3 separate regions of the Mus musculus genome follow, and regions 1 and 3 are each linked to region 2. A link is a contact called in public HiChIP or PLAC-seq data. All regions are on one chromosome and are shown on one strand. The core of a region is the stretch at or near the end of the contact, and the rest is flanking DNA. Distances in the headings are between cores, read along the strand shown.

Region 1 (2,956 bases), core at 35-2,534, 43 kb before region 2:
AAATCCTAGACCCCAATATTCATACTTTTTATCTATGGCTCCCTCTAAAATTACTCCAAATCAAACAGCAGTCATTTTGGCAGACAAAACACAATAAATACTGCAATATAGTAAGTTCCATATAACCCAGTTAAAATAAACCAAAGTATTTGGCTGAATGTTGACAACCTGCATTTACATAAATGAATAGATAGATAGATAAACAAACAAACAAACCCTGCTATATTCCGTGGACTTTCAAAAGAAAAAAAGCAAGATAGATCTGACCATTTTAACATAAACACTGAGAAATAACTTCCACTGTATGATTTCTTATGTTGGCCTACATTTATGACTTTCTAAAATATTCAGTAATATGACAGAATACCATTGATTGCATGACTACATTTTCAGAGGAAGAACGGAACCGCACTGCACCGACTGTCAGAGCAAAATCACAGTCAACATTTGTCACAGTCACACCATGTGATCTGAGTAAGCATATACTGAGACGGAGGGAGGGGTTGGAGAGATGAGCCAGCCGTTCAGTGTGCTTGGTGCTACACCAGAAGATCCAGGCTTGGTTGCCAGATCACCTGGCAGCTTACAACTGCCTAAAATCCCAGCTCCAGGAGATCTGACACCCTCTTGTGCTGCAAGGGCCCTTGCACACATGTGGTGCACATAAACTCATACAGAACACACAAGCACACATAAATGAACATCATTTGTTTAAAAAGTAAAAATGAGAAGTGGCTCTCGGTATTTATTGAGGCTATACATCCATCTTAGAAGAGTGAACACAAACCAAAATACAGGTCATTATCATTTCAAGGGAAACCGACCAACCCCTAAAAGTTCTCTACCCAGTGAGCTACTTTGCTGGCTGTTTGTATTGTTTGGACCTCCTGCTGCTAGGGTGGGGGTGTGGAGAACAAGCACACAGCCCACAGAACCCTCGGCTTTTCTGCTGACCTGATGTCCTCTAACAAAACATTACTGGAATAATGGGTATCCTACCCATTGTAATTCTTAATGGCTGCTTCCTGTTCACAGTCTCAATTTAACTTGCTGCTCCGAAGCTATAGCACGGGGAAACTACCTTCAACTAATGGATGGGATTACATTCATTCTACCCAGTAGGTTTGGGATTTCCAAAGTTTACAATTTACAAAAGTCTCCCAAACAACGAGCTTTGTAAACACAACCTCTGCCTTTCTATTGTAGCTATAATAAAAGGGAAATCTGTATTATTAGCTAAGCAGGAAGTTTTAAGAGGACTCTTTTCCTGTCAGGTTTCCCTGACCCCTGCACACTCTTCATTGTTTGGATACCAAATAGTTCCAGAGTTGTCTGGTACAGCTGCCTGAGGGCCATAACAAATTCTTATTTGAACCAGAGCCAGAACTTGAAATTGAGAAGGTCCCCTCACACCCCTGTATCTAATCTTGAAAGTTCATGAAGCGCTTTTGGTGGGTACAGTTTGTGCACCAAATCAATCTTCAGCAATTCCGCCAGCCCCACACTGCCGGACGGAGGCTAGGTGGCTCTTTTTTGCTCATGAAATACAGACTGTGTATGCAATGATTTGCCATCAGCTGGAAATGACAAAGTCCAGAAGTATTAGCTCCAACAGCAATGACTATGCTGCTAAAGGACATTGTGATTTTGCGGCATCTTCAGAATGTGTATCAGTACCTACCACATACAGGTGCCATACTCAGTTTAAAGTTTCTGAGGGACACAGGGCAAGTAAGGCACGTGGACAGTGTTGTTCAGTGACAACTATGCATCATGGATGAAGGAAGCTAGAGTTGGTCCCAGGAATTTCACTGCAATGGAGACTAAAACTCTTTATGCATTATTGGACTGGAGAGGCAAAATGCCTGCAGCAGCCGGTGGCCAGCGCTTTAGTCTACAGAGCACAGAATGCAGCCAGGACCTCGGGGATCTTGTTTAAGTACCTGAAGCCTCTTCTGTCTGATCTACATTCTGAATTTAGAAAAGTTACCTAAGCTGCTAAGTCACATCTCTGAATTTGAATTGAGACTTTTTTTATTTACAGTAAAACCAGCTCTAACCCCTGGCAAAACATATTTCCAGGGACTCACCTGGAAATAATGCACAATAAAAAGCAGTAATGCCAGTAATGTCTAAAAGAAACAATCATAAGACGTCTACAAATAGTTTGAAATTACAGACACCAATATGTGACCTCAAATGCATCCTATACAGTTAGTTATACTGTACAGCTAAAACAGTGAGTTAACTTCATGCACACTAGTAGCACTAGTGCCTTCTAAGTTACAGCTCCTTAACCCATGGCTGGAGCTCCATTTGGAGTTAGGTAGCTGAATACTAGGGTGGCAAAATATTTATTAACAGAAAAGGTTTCTGAACACACAAGGGCCAAAAATCAATTAAAATTTAAGAACATTAATTATTCCAAGGAGTTTCTGGCCATGACAAACTTGTGTTGCAGCAAGCATACTTCCCACTGCACCAGCACATGCTCCTTGCACTGCACACAGCATGTGTCCCCCAACTGCACACAGCACAGCCACTGCACACAGCACAGTCCCTTCCCACTGCACCAGCACATGTGCCTTGCATTGCACACAGCATGTGTGTCCCCCACTGCACACAGCACATGCCCATGTCCCTTTTCACTGCACACAGCACATGCCCCTCCCACTGCACATGTTGTCAGACTCCACAACACCAAGCAACCCACCTTGGAACTGCCCAGCCCACACGGGTATGCACCACACACACAAAGCTGTCTGTTTTTGTAGAAATATAGTGCTTTAATTATGGAACACAAACTCAATGCTTTCCCTATTGTCCCTCTTCAGCATGTTAAGTATCAAATTAGGTTCTCTGAACTGCGTTACAATGTTTCATTTTTAAAGCAGCCGTTTTGAGTTGTGGATGGGTTTTGTAAACAGTCATCAAATAAATTCTAGATAGGGGTTAG
Region 2 (3,021 bases), core at 247-2,746:
CTCCCCCACCCACCTGCACAACTCTTCCAGGGAAAACAGAGGCTTTAAAATCTAAAGCACAGACTCACATCTAACCAATGAGAGAGGCATTCTAAGTCAGATCATACCAGTCCACAGATACTAAATGATACAATCAGAAAACCCTTTGAGAAGCAATCGCCCTCCACCCTACCACCCACTCTCCCTCCCTTTCTTTTCTCAGACAGGGTCTTTTGTAGCTCAGGAGGGTCTTGAACTCTGGATCTTCCTGGTTCAGTGTTCCCAGTACCCAGCCTTGAAAGACATTTTTCAAACAATGTTTAACACTAGGTGTCAGAGTCTAAACTTCTGAACTTCTAAGACCATCAGAAACCATTCTACAACTATAAAAAAAAAGTCACCACTGTGGGTTTGATTGGCAAACACATTCTTACACATTTCTTAAACTTTATTTACATTATGCTCCACCCTTAAAGTTTCCTTCTAATTATCTGCAAGCTGGATAACTATCTCACTCTGTCTCTCAAAAATCCCCCCACCGACGGGGAAAGTTAAGTAAGGGCTGGAGGGATTGTCTGGTTTTGTCCCTAAAAGACACCCAACGCCCCCCCGGAACCCTTGGGGCACGCAGAGCGAAAGCTCTTCAGAATAGCTTGGCTGCCCGGAAGCCACCGCAGGTCTCTTTTTCTGCCCTGTCTAACAGAGTCACCGGTTTTATCTGGGGAAACTCAACTCTTAACTTTAGTTGGGCCACCAGCCGCCCCTTGCCCAGCACCTTCCCGGACCCCATAGCCAGGGCTCCCGGCTCACCTGACCACGTTGGGGTGCTCGAAGGTCTCCAGGTGCCTCAGCACCGCCACCTCGCGGATGGTGGAGAGCGGCATGCCCTCCTCACTGGTCTGCACTCGCACGCGCTTCAGAGCCACGAAGCGGCCGCCGTTCTTCAGGTCGCGGGCCTTGAACACCTTCCCATAGGCGCCTTCGCCGATCTCCGCCACGCACTCATACTGCTGATCGGCGCGACTCAGGCTGTCCTTCTCCATGCTGGCTTCAGGCTGCGGGTGCGGCACAGTGGAACCGGGGTGCTCACTCGCTGCCTTACACGCCTCGGGGAGTCGGACTCGCGGCCGCCGGGCTAGACGGACCGACCTTCTCGCCCGCGGGTGCAAGCCGGGCGCAGCCGCTGCGAAACTCCGCCTAGCCGAGTCGCCGCGCCGCCGCCGCAGGAGAGCGCCGATCCCTCCTCTTCCCCCTCCGCAGCGATTACATAGTCTGCCCACAATCTCTGCACCTAGGAGGAGGAGACCGGAGGACAAGGAGAAAGTGTGATCAGACTGCCCGGGAGACTTCCACAGGGTTCCACCAGCTCCTCTCCTCCTCCCTCTACTCGCACTGGTTGCCTAATCGGGCCGGGTTTCTCGGAGAAAAACCAAGTTACTTTTCTTCCACAGCAGGGCTCGTGCAGTCTTCACGAAGGAGAGGTTGCTGGGGCCCCTCGGGGATGAGCGCAGCGCGGGACGCAGCGGGACGAGAGGGGGCGTGCCGAGCAGCCCAGAGTGTGCCCGGAGCGCGGGGGAGGGGAGGCGCCGGGCGCGTCAATGTCACGGCTCAATATTTATACCTATATTATTGTTCTCCGCTGCCCTCCCTGACTCCAGGGGCCTGGTCGTGCAGGGTATGGGGCGACCTGGGGGAGTTCGGAAGCTGGCGTAAAAGCACCGGGGGTTCACCCACGTGGGGCCGCAGAACGGGGTTGGGGCTCCTAGAACCCTGTAACCCGATGCTGCGAGTATGCGAGTAGGGGTGGTCAGACATCTGCTCGGAAATTGCTTCCTTTCTTTTCTACTTTCAGTTTTTCTACAGGGAGACATTTGAAAGGGACTCGCTCTCACAAATGGTCTTTGGGGTATGGCAAGCTTAGTGGGAGACGAAATTCTGCCTCCGATTCGGAGGACCTCCCTGGTGGAAACTCAGCGAGGACAGACCATCTGGTAGGGGAGGGCTGGGGCTACTAGAGGTGGGAGAGCGAGGGGTCCTGGAAGGGGAGTAGTGTCGTGCTCCCCACCTCACACATACACAAACACAAAGATCCGAAGGATGTGGGAAAGGAAGGTACGTCACACTTTCACTCGTCCTGTCCTGAAAAAGTAACTTCGGGACTTTGCTAGCTAATCGGGACTGGTCCTTAAGTTTTCAAGCCGTGCAAAAGCAACCGCCCTTACGACGGTGGGGGTAGGGGGCAGTAAACGTAGGTCTCCCCGGTGTGAGAAGGGGCTGCCCTTGTGTCGAGACTTCCGAATCCCCGCCCGGTATCCTGGGCGGCTGAATGTCGGTAGCTGAGACAGTCGCTCTGTTCTCCAAAGGCCAGAGGCTAGGTCCCACGCGCGCGGTCGGGCGCCCCCTCCCCGTTCTGTTGTTTAGGGATGACCGAGTGAGCCTTCCCGTCCCACAGCGGCCTTAGTCTGGGCTGGACCTTGTTCCACCACAGCCGCGTGTCCGGAACGGTCTGCATGCGTTTACCTGCCCCGTACCCATCCCCCCCACCACCACGCTCTTCTGCCTGGTATTAAAGAACACATGGAGCGACCCCCACTGGATGCCAGCATAGCACCGCCCGGCCAAGGCAGGGCCACTCCCCGTTCCTTTGAGAGCTTTCCTAAAAAGCTGCGGAAAGGACCCTCCAGCCCTCACCCGGGGGTCCGAGCCAGGTCGAGGGCCACACAGGTAGCGGGAGCAACGGCCTTGGCGCCCGCCCTCCCCCTCTGCCGGTGTCCAGCCTAGGCTCCAGGAGGGGGCAGCCGTCCCACCCCCGCGGGCCTACACCCCCCGGACCGGAGCGGCGGTGCCTAGCCCCCTCCCCTCCTCCACTTTTTCGTAGTTGTTGTTGCTTTCCCACGCTGGCTGAATGTGACTTGACCCCATTTCAAAAAAGTTTGACATAGCGCTTCAACATTTCCGCATTCCTCCGCGACTACAAAGGCTGCAGCCGCCTCCTTCTGCTTTCTGTCTCTGATCTCTGTCTTAGCACTCAATGAAATCCTT
Region 3 (3,227 bases), core at 237-2,736, 42 kb after region 2:
CTTTTGATTAACACTGAGCAAGTGAGGTCCAGAAGGACTGAACCTCAACCTAGGACAGAGTCTGCATGCGTGCGCAGGGCTGAGAGTGAAACTCCTCTGAGGACAGAGAGGAGACACGCTTTCTCCTCTCATTGTTTATTTTCATAGTAGAAGTTTGCCGGTGCAATAAGAGAAAGAAATCAAAAGCATCCTAGCAGAAGAGGGAAAAGGGAAATTGTTTCTACTGACAACAAAATTATAATTACCAAAAAGACTACGCCAAGGTACTGTTAGAAAGTTGTAGGCCAGAAAAATCAATATGTAAAAATCACTAGCATTATCTCTTGTGAGACTCTGCCAGTGCCTGACAAATATAGAAGTGGATGCTCACAGTCATCCATTGGATGGAACACAGGGCCCCTAATGAAGGAGCTAGAGAAAGTACTCAAGGAGCTTAAGGGGTCTGCAACCCTATAGGAGGAACAAAAATATGAACTAACCAGTACCCCCTCCCCCCAGAGCTGTGTCTCTAGTTGCATATGTAGCAGAGGATGGCCCAGTCAGCCATCAATGGGAGGAGAGGCTCTTGGTCTTGCAAAGATCATATGCCCCAGTACAGGGGGACGCCAGGTCCAGGAAGTGTGAGTGGATAGGTTTGGGATCAGGGCCGGAGGAGGGTATAGGGGGCTTTGGGGATAGCATTTGAAATGTAAATGAAGAAAATATCTAATTAAAAAAAAAGAAAAAAATCACTAGTGTTGATCTATGTTATCAGTGAGCCATCCAAAAAGAGAAATTGGGTGCATAATACCTTTTTTTCCCTTTTTTATTGGATATTTTCTTTATTTACATTTTAAATGTTATCCCCTTTCCCGGTTCCCCCCTTGCATCATACCATTTAGGCGAAGGGTATAAACTGAAAAGTATATAGCACCTAGGAAAATACAATTAGATGGGAACACATTCGTGTTAATGGATTGGAAGATAACCTGCATTAGATTTCGTGCTGTTCAGATGCCCACATTGCTGAAAAAAGCCCGAGAGAAGGCAGTCCCTGTCAAAATAGCAAAATGTTTTCCACAAAACAGAAAACAAAATGAAACAAAAACTAATAAATAAACAAACACTTGAAAGGACCCATAAAATGCATGGAGCAGCCAAAGTAATTTTAGTCTATACTGGAGTATTTAGGATTTTCTGTCAACATTATCACACCGTGTATAAGTCCGCCCCTTTTAAAAGTTGCAAGTATTTTATTAAGTCAAAAAACCTTTAAAAATTATTTCTTGCTTTTGAAACAATGTTCAGGCTTGTCTGAATTTCAAATTCTCCCGGATACTGTACTAAGTATTCAATATTTCAAATCCTAATCCCAGGACACTCAGTAAGTACTAAGTTTATGAGATTCCCTTTCCCAAGAAAAACGTCTCGCCTTTCCTCTTGTTCTGCGTCTGAAGGTGTCTGGGAGGATTTTGCTTGCCTACCACACACTCTTCCCTGCTGAGTCACTTAGTCTCCATCATCCCTCCCAAGTTTTCTGGCTAGTACACTTCAGCAATTCTTTCTGACTGACTTAAATTGGTTAAAGGCATCTTTTAGGGGTCTATATAAGAAGAGATAGATACTGGTTTTGTACCCATCAAAACACAATGTGAAAAACACTCCCAAATCCAGCCCCACGTCTGCATGCACAGACATGAGTTTCACACTTACAGTGAGTGTCACACATCCAGTGCATGGAAAGAATCAGAGCCATAATGTTCCTGCAGGATGGACCTAGGTTGACAGGCATTTGTTGCACTGAGCATACCTGGTCTTCAGATGGAGAACTCACCCAGAAGATTGACAGACAGTTTCTAGGGAACAGCTGAGGGAGGGGCAGGATGTGGTCACGATGATTCACAAGTGCCCCTTCCTTGCTCATCTGAGTCAGCATGCAGCCTGCTACATGGCCCCACATGGCACAGTTACGGTTCTGGGATGAGCTGTCCCAGCAAGTCTTGCCTGCTTGACTTCATTAAAGCACTCAGTGAGTTTTAGAATCCCAGTCTGCCACATGACTCTCCTCTAGATCAATATACTCCCCCTTCAAGCAATACGACAAGTGACATGTAGCCTGAAGTATTGTTGAGTGTGTTTGCGGTTGGGCTCATTGGATCCGTAACGTAAGTGGCCTCTGTGAGCTTGGACGCAGCCTGCTGTAGTTCTTGATCGTCTAAGTGTTGCAACTAAGGCGACGAGGCTCCGATCTCTTCTTGTCACCTCAGACTTGTGATTTTGTAAGTGCATATGTACTGTCACTTTCTGGCTCAGAGCATGAATCATGTGCCCATGACATAGTTTGTACAGTGAGAACTGAACAGCACTGTGCTGCTGTTGCTCACTGCAGAAGTCACAGCAGGGCTGTAAGATGGCTTTTTTCGTATAGCCTTCATTTTGGTTACGCTTCCCCCAACCCATCATTTCCCCATCCCCCACCTTGCCCATGTTTGAACCTAGAAAAGTAAATTTTTTCTTTTTCTTTTTTTTTTTTTTTTTTTTTTTGAGACAGGGTTTCTCTGTGTAGCCCTGGCTGTCCTGGAACTCACTTTGTAGACCAGGCTGGCCTTGAACTCAGAAGTCCACCTGCCTCTGCCTCCCAAGTGCTGGGATTAAAGGTGTGCGCCACCACTGCCAGGCCAGGAAAGTAAATCTTGATATCAGGAGGTCTTCTCTATTTGTCCTTGGATTAGGAGCAGTAGTTTGGGCCTCCTGGAAAGAAGAGATCATCGTATCTTAGCCTCAATATGTTTTAGTGCAATGAAGCAATCAAAGGTGACATAGAATTTTTTTATGGCTCTTTTGCGTAATTTATGCTTGTTTGCTTCAAGCAGCTCTGAATGTTTTGTTTTACTTCATTTGAGTTTAACATATGTATTGGAAAAGATTAAATCGTAGGTTTACTGCTAGTTACCCAAAGGGAGTTGTTGAACATGGCTGGCATCACAGAGTCCAAGCTCATGCTTCTGACAGTGTTGTTACTTCCTCTGAAGGCGACCACTCCATAGACTTTGTCACTGGAAAGTTGACTTTTCAGTTCACATTAAGTCACTTTGAGATACAGTGTGCTGGGACAAGGAGACAAACTGCACAAAGAGAGAGGGTTCTGTGTCCTTGCGGGGCTTGTCTCTGGTCATGGGTGTGCCCAGACCCATGGGTATTCTTTCTGAAGCTGAAGGGTGGATGGCATGCATCCTGTCATGATGACT

What was found. HiChIP or PLAC-seq counts read pairs in DNA pulled down with a chosen protein or histone mark.
Region 1: a contact with region 2 is called in an H3K4me3 HiChIP or PLAC-seq map of embryonic stem cells, with 42 read pairs. The contact joins the enhancer-like site here to the promoter of Cdk6 in region 2. A contact is called at or near these places in 1 of 39 promoter capture datasets (macrophages), 51 of 484 Hi-C or Micro-C datasets (the AML12 cell line, B cells, the C10 cell line and 33 more), 13 of 115 datasets of contacts at active chromatin or transcription factors (CD8 T cells, the SCID.adh cell line, bone marrow-derived macrophages and 8 more) and 4 of 9 other capture datasets (adipose tissue, liver, macrophages and 1 more).
Region 3: a contact with region 2 is called in an H3K4me3 HiChIP or PLAC-seq map of bone marrow-derived macrophages, with 4 times the contacts expected there. The contact joins the enhancer-like site here to the promoter of Cdk6 in region 2. A contact is called at or near these places in 39 of 484 Hi-C or Micro-C datasets (the AML12 cell line, the Ba/F3 cell line, the C2C12 cell line and 20 more), 15 of 115 datasets of contacts at active chromatin or transcription factors (the 230-238 cell line, CD8 T cells, the SCID.adh cell line and 7 more) and 1 of 9 other capture datasets (adipose tissue).

The regions. Positions count from the first base shown.
Region 1 is chr5:3,384,894-3,387,849 of GRCm38.p6, reverse strand. All of the region lies in intron 2 of Cdk6 (cyclin-dependent kinase 6), which reads right to left. Among named protein-coding and RNA genes, the nearest start is that of Gm29868, 26 kb to the left of the region's middle. Within about 2 kb of position 1,284, at least 20 of the 459 cell types and tissues checked have an H3K27ac peak or open chromatin away from gene starts, as enhancers often do. A contact at or near this core is called in bone marrow-derived macrophages, embryonic stem cells and liver, where this site is marked.
Region 2 is chr5:3,342,368-3,345,388 of GRCm38.p6, reverse strand. Cdk6 (cyclin-dependent kinase 6) reads right to left here and starts at 1,496. Exons shown (of 8, transcript NM_009873.3): 1 at 1,418-1,496; 2 at 790-1,270. The coding sequence starts at 1,022. It overlaps Gm36470 (predicted gene, 36470), which reads left to right and starts at 1,830. Exons shown (of 4, transcript NR_168898.1): 1 at 1,830-2,091.
Region 3 is chr5:3,299,985-3,303,211 of GRCm38.p6, reverse strand. The region is part of intron 3 of Gm36470 (predicted gene, 36470); the gene reads left to right. Among named protein-coding and RNA genes, the nearest start is that of Gm36548, 31 kb to the right of the region's middle. Within about 2 kb of position 1,486, at least 154 of the 459 cell types and tissues checked have an H3K27ac peak or open chromatin away from gene starts, as enhancers often do. A contact at or near this core is called in the 230-238 cell line, the AML12 cell line, the Ba/F3 cell line and 22 more, where this site is marked.